Linked DNA regions of Mus musculus: region 2 is linked to region 1. Evidence: chromatin contacts called from public promoter capture Hi-C data. All regions are on one chromosome and are shown on one strand. The core of a region is the stretch at or near the end of the contact, and the rest is flanking DNA. Distances in the headings are between cores, read along the strand shown.

The links. Promoter capture Hi-C pulls out the DNA fragments that hold promoters and counts their contacts.
Region 2: a promoter capture Hi-C map of liver shows a contact between it and region 1, with 5 times the contacts expected there. The contact joins the enhancer-like site here to the promoter of Abca5 in region 1. A contact is called at or near these places in 9 of 39 promoter capture datasets (the 3T3-L1 cell line, the C10 cell line, frontonasal cranial neural crest and 5 more) and 3 of 115 datasets of contacts at active chromatin or transcription factors (astrocytes, forebrain and stem cell-derived neural progenitor cells).

Annotation. Positions count from the first base shown.
Region 1 is chr11:110,334,485-110,340,578 of GRCm38.p6, forward strand. Abca5 (ATP-binding cassette, sub-family A (ABC1), member 5) reads right to left here and starts at 3,232. Exons shown (of 39, transcript NM_147219.2): 1 at 3,001-3,232. It overlaps Gm39445 (a long non-coding RNA gene), which reads left to right and starts at 3,354. Exons shown (of 3, transcript XR_880289.1): 1 at 3,354-3,800; 2 at 4,304-4,375; 3 at 5,421-5,521.
Region 2 is chr11:111,437,009-111,443,102 of GRCm38.p6, forward strand. No RefSeq gene overlaps it. Among named protein-coding and RNA genes, the nearest start is that of Gm30158, 72 kb to the right of the region's middle. Within about 2 kb of position 3,168, at least 1 of the 459 cell types and tissues checked has an H3K27ac peak or open chromatin away from gene starts, as enhancers often do.

The DNA.
Region 1 (6,094 bases), core at 1,982-4,481:
AGCTCTTTACTGATCTGATATGGTCAATGATCTTCTTAGCACGTTTGAGATTCTTGCAAAGGCTCTCAACTGAAAATATGTTCTGCGTTTCCAAAAGATGACTGAGGTCATTTCTGGCCAACTCAAGCAAAGCTAATTACCACTGCTTTATTCCCCTTTATTCTAAGAACATCTAACTGTAATTAGTGAACACAGTGTATTATCATTTTTATGTCTTCATGTTGACCCTAACCGGTAAGATCCTTAATGAAAACTAAGTGCCTTATTTCTGTTTGTTTCTCTGACACCACCAATGGTAATTATCTTAATACAGTTTCCTTTCTCAAGCCTCTTTCTGAGAGTCCTTACAGATTAAGAGTCTGAAAGCTAAGATGGAAGAGGTAGTGGTGTCCATATCCGGCCCACGCCTTGCTCTACATCTTCCGCGAGTTAGCAACGTGTGGGGGTGGGATGGGGGAGGGAGAATGAGTCCAGGTTTCACTGTGAAGCTCCTGATGGCTGCCAACTCCCAGATATCCACCCTCCTAGCAAATATCCACATGTTTTTAAGTGTTGGGGGGAAAAAAAACAAATAGCAATAACTATGACAGGTGAAAATATAAAGTTCAAACCTCGGGTCTCCTTACATCGTATGACGTTGTGTTGGAACACACCCGTGCTGCTTCATACCTGTGTTGTCTGGGACCACTTGGTGCTATGAGGGCAAATTTAAGCAGAGACAGAATCTACTCAGTCTTCAAAGCCTAGGTGACTTACTTCCTTACTCTTCATCCAAAAAGATTCACTAACTCCTTTCATCAGTTGTAGGAGAGGGACACAAGTGGAAACGCTAGGTCACTTTTCTAACACGTTCTAAAGAATGTCTGCGCGAACCAGAAAAAAAAAAAAAAAAAGGATCCTCCTATCACTAACTTAATGTAAATCAAATTAAATGTAATAGTGTAATTCCAGTTGAGGGAAAGAGTTAGGAAAGAATTTCTAAGCAGAGAGAAAACTATGGAGATGCTGAATTCCCAAAAGACAAGATCTATGTAAAATGAAGAAGAGAGCTATCCACAACCCGGTGGAGGCAGATGCCACCCTGGAATGTGGCAGAGCACGGGTGTACGCCCTGGGCAGCAATGTACAGACGAAACTGACAACAGAGTGTGGAATGCCTTGTATGCGATATGGAACACCCCAAGTGGCACCCCACTCCTCCTCTGTACCTCTACACCCAAGGGAGATGCTTCACACTTTAGAAGTCCACTGACTGCCTCAATCCTCAAAACCCCTCCATCTCCATCTCCACCATCACCTACAAACTGCAATCTGGATTCCTACTTCAGTGAGAAAACAGAAACAATCCAAAGAAACGGCTCCACCACTCCAACCACTCGCTGACATCTGGGCCTCCAATAATTTACATGTTAAACAACGTGCATGGCTGCCATTCCCCCGAGAACTCTAAACCACAGAAACGTAAATGCCATCCAGTTTAACTATACTTTTAAATTAAGATTTAATTTTTTGAAAAGAGCTGCTAATCTGTCTAGCAATGCACTGAAAGAGAAACCTATCCAGCTATTTTACTGGCTTCATAATGGGTATAATAAACCTTTAAATTTAACAGAAGGCATCATAAACGCTTTCTTCGCTGATCTTTTAAAATTTACCAAAAGTAGTGACATAAAGCAAGATACTAATGCCAGTAAAGTTTGACCTAAGTTTTATGACAGAACGCCTTGCTGGAGGAAAACGATGTAACAGTACCCATATGGCAAGTCAGCTAATAGTTTTCTTTATATATAATGTTTATAAAAGTATAAAGTTTGCACTGTATAAAAGTTTTAAGTTTGCACTTAAAACTATTTCCAGTGTAATCTACACACTAATGAGGACTACAATTTATATTAGTATGAGTTGCTTTTATATAATTACTCTTTCAATTAAACTCAATGGCAGACATTACATACTATATTCATCTAGGAACTTTAGGAACAAAATGATTACCTGGCATGTAACGAACATATTAATAAATTTATGCAAAATTTAAGAGTTCCCTATGTTTAATAGAATTTGAAGTTTTGCATTATCAAGGACACATCTGCCTAAATGACCCACATTCAAAGATCACTGTCTCTTAAATCTGCTTTCAGGATAAACACACACAAAGTGTTCTCATAATGTTCTTATCTATTGAGTCTTCTCTGACGAGACATAAAAATGCTCTCTGGGCAAACATAAAATAGAGTGAGGAAAGCACCAGGATTAGAGAGTCTGGAATCTCAGAGGGAGAATCTCAGTACCTCATTTTTTTCCCCAGCTGGGACCTTAATAAAGTTATTTAACCTCTTTAAGACCCATATTTCCCACACAGAGTACCATCTCCAACCTCAGAGCAGCTGTCAAGATGAAGTAATACTGACCCTGGCTCTGAGCCAGGATCTAACCTCATCTGGGGCTCCAGAATGTCCTTAATTTTTGTCCTCAGACTTGATTCTTTGAAAACGTAAAGCGAAGCTTTTAGAGAGCTGGGGCGAAAATCCTCAACTCCGACTGCCCCAGAGGCCGCTGTCCCCCATGGACCTCGCTTTCTCCTCCTCCCTGAAACCTTTCCGCGCCTGGGAATCTTCGTTAGCTATGTTTGGGGAATTCAGATTATTTTCAACCCCAAAACCGTGTCACGAGCTCTGCGGCTTTTCCTCTCACCCCGAGTCCTCTGGTCACACATGATCCGCTACCCGATCTGCGCCCCAAGTAGGGCGATGCTCCTGAGCCCTCAGGGGGAAAACTGACTTCGGTTTGGTTTGGGCTTTTATTTAATTTCGGTTTGTCCTTTCTTTTCCTTCTGCCTCTCTAGAAGTTCTGAGGATGTCGCTAGCCCAGGGATCCCTGTCAGCGCCCGCCACCCGCCAGCATCCTCCGGCTCCCCGCGGCCCGCCACACCCTCCCCTCTCCTCATTCCCTAGCTGCTCGGCCATCTCCACGGTCCATGCCCCGTCCCCGCCGCCGCGTCACCTCTCTCCGCAGACACGAATGGCGAGCGACCTCGAGCGCCGCGGGCCTCGGCGTCTCCTCACCCCGGCGTCGCAGCCGCAGCGCTGTCAGGCCCAAGCCGCGAGCTTACCTGCGGCGACCGCGACCGCGGTAAGTGACGGAGCTCGGAAATTCTGCGCGGAGACGCGGTCCGCGAGGCCGAGCGCGCGCGTGCCCGCCGCCCCGCTACGCCGAGAGAGCCGCGCGCGCCGCCGGAGACACGCCCCCTGCCCGCCCCTGAATGCACCTGAGGGCGGGGCGTGCGTAATGCGCGTGCTCCTGGAGCTCGAGACGGGAGCGCGCTTGGGGGCGGGGCTACTGGGGGCGGGGCTCCGGCGGAGGTGAGCGCGGCGAACGAGTCGCAGAGTACTTGGTTGGACCTGCCGACTCTAGCTCAGGTGCTCAGAACCTCCTGGGGAGCTCGCCGCACCCTCCACCGAGGCTCGATGGGTTTGAGGAGACTTCTGTCGCCTCAAGAAGGACGGCCTTGGTTCTCCACCCTCCCATCTGCCTCTGTTCCCTTGTATTTAAAGAGTTGATAAAAGTCTGACACTCCTCCCTCTTGCTGCAGCGTCCTCCCTCCTCGTTTCTGTAAAGACTGCCTTCTCCTCTCCAACCTCAGACTACCACCTTGAACATCCTACCGGTTCCTTCAAACATCCTCCGAAAATCTGCAAGTGTTGACTTCTGGCAAAGACTATATACCACGCTTAATTTTTACTTAAAATGCAAACTGATGTTTGGAATGTCGTTACCCAAAGTGATCGAAACAAGGGCCAAAGGTATTGCAAAGTAAAGTTCACAATACCAAAATTACACATCCCTGAGGAAGACTGATCCTTTCTTATCCAGAAGCCACAAACTGCCAATTCATAACACACACACACACACACACACACACACACTATTCATGCTGGAATTTTTGCTGGCTTGATACTGAATGTGTCTGGTGTGTGCAGTCCCCAGTGCTATGTGTTACAGTTACTTTCGAAAACATCTTCAGCTCTGTGAATGTGAACATTCATACATATTTTGTGTATGTGTGTGTAGTTCTCAAATTGAAAACTAAGTCTATAGAATGTGTTCTGCTTTATTATAGATGTGGACGTTTTGCCTGCATGTGTGTGTACACTATCATAGAGCCTGACACAATGATATCTTTCCTCTCAAACACCCCACTTGGCACCATAGTATCCCTTTCACTGTCTTACATGCTAATCTCTTCAGCTACATCATATGTAGCCTGAAGTTAAGAACTTTTTCTTATACCAATTTAAATTTTCAGGTCTTGCGAATCATAAACTATGGTAAATACTGCTAATAATACTACTGATGAGAGAAAACACCTACAAGAAAGGTATGTAAATATTTTTATCTTCACAAAAAATACCTACTCACTTAACAAAATTGCACCCATAGAAACAGAAAATATTAAAATTCTATTATAGGAGTGGACTTGTAGTTCAGTGATAGTCTGCTTGCCTAGATTGTACAAGGTCCTGGCTTTAAACCCCAGCAACACACACACACACATACGACTTATAAAATGGACAACAAGATTATAGGCTTGTAAGAATAACATAGAACACAGAGAAAAATATTTTAAATAAAAAAATTACTACAAATTAATGTGTAGGTTGTGACATATTTTACTGCCTCTACGCAAACTATTTATCAGACTATTTATATCTTGTAATCAGGCTGGTCACACGATGTCTGCCTAAATGTCCACAACTACCAGGTTTTAATAGTAAAACAGCGGCCAGAGAGAATGATGCTTCCTTCCACCCTTCTGTATCTAGGAAATAGAAACAAGCAATAAGCACATCTTGGTTGTCATGGTGGCAACTGAAATCCCCACACCTCATTAATAGACCTTATAGACAAATGAACCATGTGGGAGTTCCTAGATCATAGGAGTTGCAGCTTGAGACTTAAGAAGCTCGGTGGCTATGGGAAATTAACAGTGGGCCACAGTTCTCACCAATATTTAACATGGAGTAAGAGGCCAAATCTTGCCACATAGAGTATTAACTTACAACCTGATGAACAATGGCTACGTGTGGCCGTGCTTTTGCTTGCCAGACATCAAAGACTTGTTTAAATGGATTTTTCTAGACCATTTTGCTAAAATTAAGATGACTAAATCATTTGGGGTGGGGCAGCAAATGAAAAATGGCCTCCGTGGGATTGTATATTTGAATGTTTGGTTCACAACTGGAGGAACCGTTTGGGGAAGGATTGGGAGGTGGGCCTTCTTGAAGGACATTTGTCAGTGGGACAGGCTTTGAGGTTTCAAAAGCCCACAATAGGCTCAGTGTTCTCTCTCTCTCTCTCTCTCTCTCTCTCTCTCTCTCTCTCTCTCTCTCTCTCTCTCTCCCTGCCTGTAACTGGAAGATCAGATGAGAGCTCTCAGCGACTGCTCCAGTGCCATGCCTGGCTGCCTGCTGCCATAGATCCACCAGGATGCTCAAGGGCTAACCTTCCAAAACTGCAAGCAAGACGCCAATTACATGCTTCCTTTTCCAAGTTACCTTTTCCAAGGTGTCTCCTCACAGCAAGAGAACAATAACTAAGTCATTACTGTAACAGCTTTGTGTCTGATACGTATAGTATAGTATAGTATAGTATAGTGTAGTGTAGTGTAGTATAGTAGTATAGTATAGTAGTTCACATTATTATTTTATTTTATTTTTTTGGTTTTTCGAGACAGGGTTTCTCTGTGTAGCCCTGGCTGTCCTGGAACTCACTCTGTAGACCAGGCTGTCCTCGAACTCAGAAATCCACCTGCCTCTGCCTCCCAAGTGCTGGGATTAAAAGCATGTGCCACCACTGCCCGGCTAGTATTTCACATTATTAACAGTATGTTTGGAACAATATGTACCATTTTAAAATCTTACTAAACATTATTGTTATTTGCCATTTCTGAAAGTCAAAGTGGCTTCTAGAATAGCTGTAATTTGATTTTTTTTTCAAATAGATAATCTTGATTTAGCATAATGCATGACTAAAAAAAAAAATCAGACTAGGCTATCAATGTAGAAAAAGAGCCAAAAATTAAGGAAGATCTCAGAAG
Region 2 (6,094 bases), core at 1,918-4,417, 1.1 Mb after region 1:
TTTTATTAAATACTATTTTCTAGCACTAAGGTGAGCACTTTAAAACTACTTCATCATCTGGGCTGGAGAGATGTCTCAGCCTTTAGAGGTTAGGCTCACAATCAAAAATGCCTCATCGATCATAATATTTCAAAACGTTATGAACTTCAATTGTCTATAAAATAAAGCAGTATAAATTAAAAGAAACTACCATTCAGATATGACTTGCTTCATTTCTCCTATTCTTTCTTTTTTATTGAGTCTTATACAGACTCTCTCTCTCTCTCTCTCTCTCTCTCTCTCTCTCCACACACACAAAATCCAATATGATTATCAATCTAGATTTTAAAATATTTTACTGCAGCTAGGCATTGATGGTGCACACCTTTAATCCCGTCAGAAGCAGGCAGATTTCTGAGTTTGAGGCCAGCCTGGTCTACATAATGAGTTCCAGGACAAGGCTATACAGAGAAACCCTGTCTGGAAAACACACACACACACACACACACACACACACACACACACACACACACACACACACACACAATTTTACTGCAACATTTGAAATTAGATCATCTGGAAGATAATTTCATCAACAAAAAGAAAAAAGCTCTGTGATGTTAATTTCTGGTAATGATTGATTGATTCTTTGCTGGGGCAGCTGCCACAGAGTTTCGAAAGATGTGTAGACATTGCAGGTAGGTTTGCTATAAGCTGAGAATTGGGCTGGTAGGGCAAGAGAATCAGTGATTCAATGTCATCATAAGCTAAACTATTTAAAGAGCTCTATGCCAGCATTGAACTTAGATTGTATCAGCAATTTTTAAAAGAGAAAGAAAGATATTTTAAAAGATATTTTAAAAATTAAAATATGGTTTTGATGGTAGAAATCTGTAGTGACTTCTGTATCCATCAACATTTCACTTGAAATAACCAGAAAAAAAATCACAATAAATTCAAGCCAGACCTTATCAACTTCATGTCTTTCACTCCACATCCTCTTTAGAGGCCCAGCTCAGTCCTCACACCCTGGAATCTAGCCCACTGTGGTGAGGAGTTTAAGTGAAATTGGGCCATTTGGAATAATAGTATCCACCCCCAGGATCTATAGATTATCTAACAAAACCCCTGTACCAGATATGAGAAACCTCATTTTGAGTTGTTGGTGAGGAGAGTTCAAGGGAGTCTCAAAATACAGGCAATTTTTACTGCTTTGGTTGCTTCCCAGAAATTGAAGGTAAGTCACTATTGCCGAAGACACCATGCACTTTGGACATAAGACTCAGGATTTGAAAATGTAACAGACACAAAATCCTCTTCCCAAAAAACTAGCTTTCATAGTGCCATAGCATCAGAAAATGATGCACAAGCTTCTGTGGGAAGAAAGTCATCAGTAAGTCCTACCCAGCCATCCAACCATGATGCCAATGAATCACAACAACGGCCAGCATACCAAGACATCCCAAAAGGTACATAGTAGCACTTATATCTTGTCCTTAACCAATTGTTTTCTAATTGGACAAGAGCCCCACTCAACAGAAGGGAAACTTTGCCTGTTACTGTAAACCTAGCCAACTACAGATGGCTAGTGAGGTCATGAATCTTAGAGGAGGACCAACTATGGCCCCTTTCCCAGACCAGTATAGTTGCTAACTGCATTCAAAATGATTCACCTGATACCCACACATAAATATAAATATATCCCTTCATCAAAGAATCTTCATTTTGTACCGGACAGACCAACTGACCATGGGCACCTAGCCCCAACTGATACATCTATAAGGCAATTCTTGCACCTAAGAATTAAGGATATTATGGAAGAGGGGTTGTAAACATGGAAAGAGCCAGGAACCTGGATGTCAGCTGTGAGATTGCATCAGTAGGCAAGCAAGCTTGCAGAACACAAGGTCCCACTCTGTCTGGGCCCACCAATCTCCTACTTCATGCTCAGAGTTCACAATAAGTTCTCACTCTTATTCTCCCAGAGCCTTAAGCTCAAATAAACAAACTCTTCCTTTTACAATTTACCTTAATCCCAGTGTTATATCACAGTAATAATGACTAACTAACATATCTAGGGAAGTAATTATTATGATTATTCTATCATCATCTTATGATTATCCCAAGAGTCTGACATGTCTACTGTATCCCTTTCACTTTGAACACATTCACGGATGTGGGGATTTCTTTTTCTTGAATTTATTTTCTTTATTATCAAAAGTATTACTCAAGACAAGGAAACTTGATATGGTCACGAAGTAACAAGCTAAAACTTTTGTGGGTTTTTATTTGGAGGGGGGTGAGAGGCATGGCTCAGTGAATAAAGGCACTTTGCCTACAACCACAGACTGTAGCAGACAGAGGTAGGAGAATGACTGGGGCATGCTGGCCACCAGCATGAGTCTAGATTCTCTGAGTGATGCTGTTTCAAGGGGGGAAAAAAAGCAAAAAATGATAGAGCATGAACACAAATATGTGAAAACACAGAAAAACATGAAAACGAGGAAAGAAAACAAAGACTGACAAATGATGCACACAGACACATGAACAACACACACACACACTTTTGTCACTATTGACACTGAAACATCACTACTCCATGGTAGAACATAGGTTTGGACAAGCTGATCACATGTACACTGGGAAGAACACAAATCCTTTAAAAAAATCATTAATGTTTGCATGAAGCATCAGGATGTTTGGAACTCAAACCCATCCTGGAATCCTTCTGCCACCCAATCAATCAATGATCAGACCCTGATGCTTGGTTACTCACCATCAAAACTATATCCAGATACTGAAGATCAATGTGTATAAGATTCCCTAAGGTCCTTTCTACCCAAACTCTGCATGAAACATCATTTGCTTCTACCGCACAGTCATGTCAACAAGCATTAAACTCAGCCCCAGAAAACTTTGTATTGACTCTCTGAGCTGATATGTGCAATGCATACTCATGAATGTTTCATATTCAGTGGAAGAAAACACCGCATTTGTGAGCTAAACTTCACACTTTGCCAATAGTTTATTTGCACTTATTTTTATCTGCCTCTTGGGGGGTTGATGAGAAGCCAATACACTAAAACTCAATAAATGTGCCCGTACGATTCTTCCTGGCTTGGGAAACAACTTCTCAGTTCTAGGCACATCTCAAATAAATATTTGCAAAGCAATCTGGTGCTTAAAATACCTCAGCAAATTGATGTTCAAAGTCAGAGAAAAATGCTCAGAACAGAATTCTCAGTATGCCTGTGTGTGTCAGCCTCAGTCACAAGGTCCATTCACTATTGTAGACTCAATGAATCAGTCTAACTTCTCAGTATGTCTCACCTAACCTAAAACCTTGGGGGAAAGTTTAAGTCAAGTTGAATATCATGAAAGTATATTTGAATTTTGTGGCATTTTTTGTTAAACAAAAGAAAATTGGGGAGGGGGTGAGCTTATATATTGGTGCTGACAGGCCACATCACAGTTGATTTGGAATAGTCTGTGGCAAACATTTCTATTGGCTTGGCAATTTGCCTCATCAAGAAAGTGTCAGAGAAAATTTTCTCAAGACAGATAATGCTAAGTCAAAAAGCCACCCTAGTCTAGATTTTCCTCTCTTGAGGACTTGGCTGCCAATGCCATTGACCCACATTATACCCAGAAGCCTCCTCCCCTGCTGACCTTACCAGAGCCCTCATTTCCTGGGAAGTGAGGGTCAGTCTAACAGCCTGACTTCACAACAATTAAGTGAAGTTAGGAGAACATGGAGACCACTCCAAACAGAAGCCAGAGCGTCAGCACTTTGGACAAGTCGGAATATTTATTTCCTCTCCACAGCGGTGGCCATCACAGGTGCATTTGCCTTCTGCCCTAGAATGCCCCCTTGGTCACCATCTGAGTTACTGTTAGCCCATTCCAAGTTCAACTTGTCAGTGAACTGAAAAGGTGTATAGTTAGGTCAAAGACATCCCCATGCTTGGGTGTATCTATCTGTCTGCCTTTCTTCCTTTTTCTTCCTTCCTTCCTTCCTTCCTTCCTTCCTTCCTTCCTTCCTTCCTTCCTTCCTTCCTTCCCTCCTGTCTTTGCAGGAATTATTTCTTTAGTTCCACTCCCTCAATCCAATGTGTAAAATAACTTTAAAAAATCTATTTAAAATGTCAGATGTAGAGAGTGTCTTTTATGAACTGTACAGGAAAATGTACAAGTCTAGTGTATTGAATAAAAAAGAATAGTGCAAGATAACTTGCAAATTTAATATACATTCCTGAAGCTCTACTATAGAGCTTGATAATTTTTGAGTTCAGAAACACTTCTTATAGTTTCTGTTTGCTTGCTTGTTTGTTAATTTTAAAGAGGAGATGCCATGAAATTCCAGTATAACATACCTATTGTGTTTGAAATGAGTTGTTAATTCAATTCTTTTGCTTAAAGACTTCAGACTGCTTTACATGCAACAAAACTTAAACATGATGGAGAATAACACACTATTCTTTTTTATCCTCAAACAGAAAGCTGTACTTTGGATTGTGTGACAATTCAGTGAGAAAGGGAATTATCTTGACCCAGCTCATGAAAGAATATATTTATCACTTAGAAGATTTATGCATGTTATATTCTTGCTATGTCCCTTGGCACACGCATCATCGCCTAGATAAAAGACTGGTCCTCCCTCTCTCTTTTCCTCCTCCCTCTCCCAGAGGCTACCTCTGACACCCTCCTAATAAACCTTCCATGTGAGATCTGTTGCATGGTGTGATTTGTTTGGGACCATGCCGCTTATTTCTAACAGCAATAATAAGACTCATTCTCATTTCTTAATGAACCTATTCCATAAACCAGTAAATTAAGTGGATATGGATTCCAGTCCCTGCCAATCAAAATAGCAGGTGGTAAATCAGTATCACCTGTGAAATGTTCTGCTTGCCATTTAATCCACAGTGGAGAAAAGGGACTGTGAACTATGATTTCTTGAAATGGACATTTTTGTTTGTCTCTTTGAGTATAAATAATGCAGAAGGTTTTTTGGTTGGTTGTTTGGATTTGTTTTGTCTTTCACAAAATATGATCTGTCAAGGAAATAGAGTGATTAGTTTTTATGAGAATTTCACAAATACATATGAGAGAGATTCAAACAGGACAAAAAGGTGACACCAAATTTCATGAAGTGAAATTTGGTCTCCTAGCTCAGAGTCTAGTGACCAACAAATTTCAAATGAGATTTATCCACATATAGGGATGCCATTTCAATGACTTCAGAAAATAACATGAAGTTGGGATTGCAGTTCAAATGTAAAGAATCATGGAGTAACAGAGAGAGAGAGAGGGGGGGGGAGAGAGAGAGAGAGGGAGAGAGAGAGAGAGACTGTTCTTTACATTCCCTGGGGTTTGGTGCCTCCAGATTTGGCAACATGAGCAAGAAGAGAACTGAGGAGCAGCAGACCATTCTTGTCTGTGACTGTGGGATTTATTTCTGTTTGCTTCCTCTGTAAAACCAGTCTCCTGACCACATCTTGAAAAGTTCTCTTTTGTAAGATGACATCTTTGATCTGCCAAAGTGTCAGGCAAAGGCATGGAGGGGACTGGGCTTCCTCTTCTTCAGATTGCTGCCCTTGAAAGGTTTTTGGGAGATCACTGCAAAGGAGGACATTTCCATAAAAGCAGGCACAGGATATTGCTGGTTAAAATATTAGAGGTCTTCTTGTGCACTTAGGTGATTAATAAATTCATCTTCTTCACCAGAGGGACCTGAATGCCTGAGTGAGCACAAATCCTTGCATGATTTATGAAGATGTATGCAACAGGTACTTGTTGGAGAATGGAAGTCTCTGTCCCTGCACAGGACATTCACTGCTACCTGGTCCAATGCAGGAGCAGAGCTCTGTGTCCATTGCTTCACATCTGTGCTTCTGGTCCTGTCATTTTCTCCATTTGAACTTCCTGCCCCTTCTTAGTAACCAAATCATTTTCTCTGCATCCAAATAAAGTCTACAGTTTGGCAGAATGTGTTCTGGGCAAAGAAATCAGATCGGAGACAATGAGAGAGGTGAGAGAGAGAGAGAGACAGAGAGAGAGAGAGAAAGAGAGAGAGAAAGAGAGAGAGAATGGAAACAGGCTAGAGAGAGCTAGG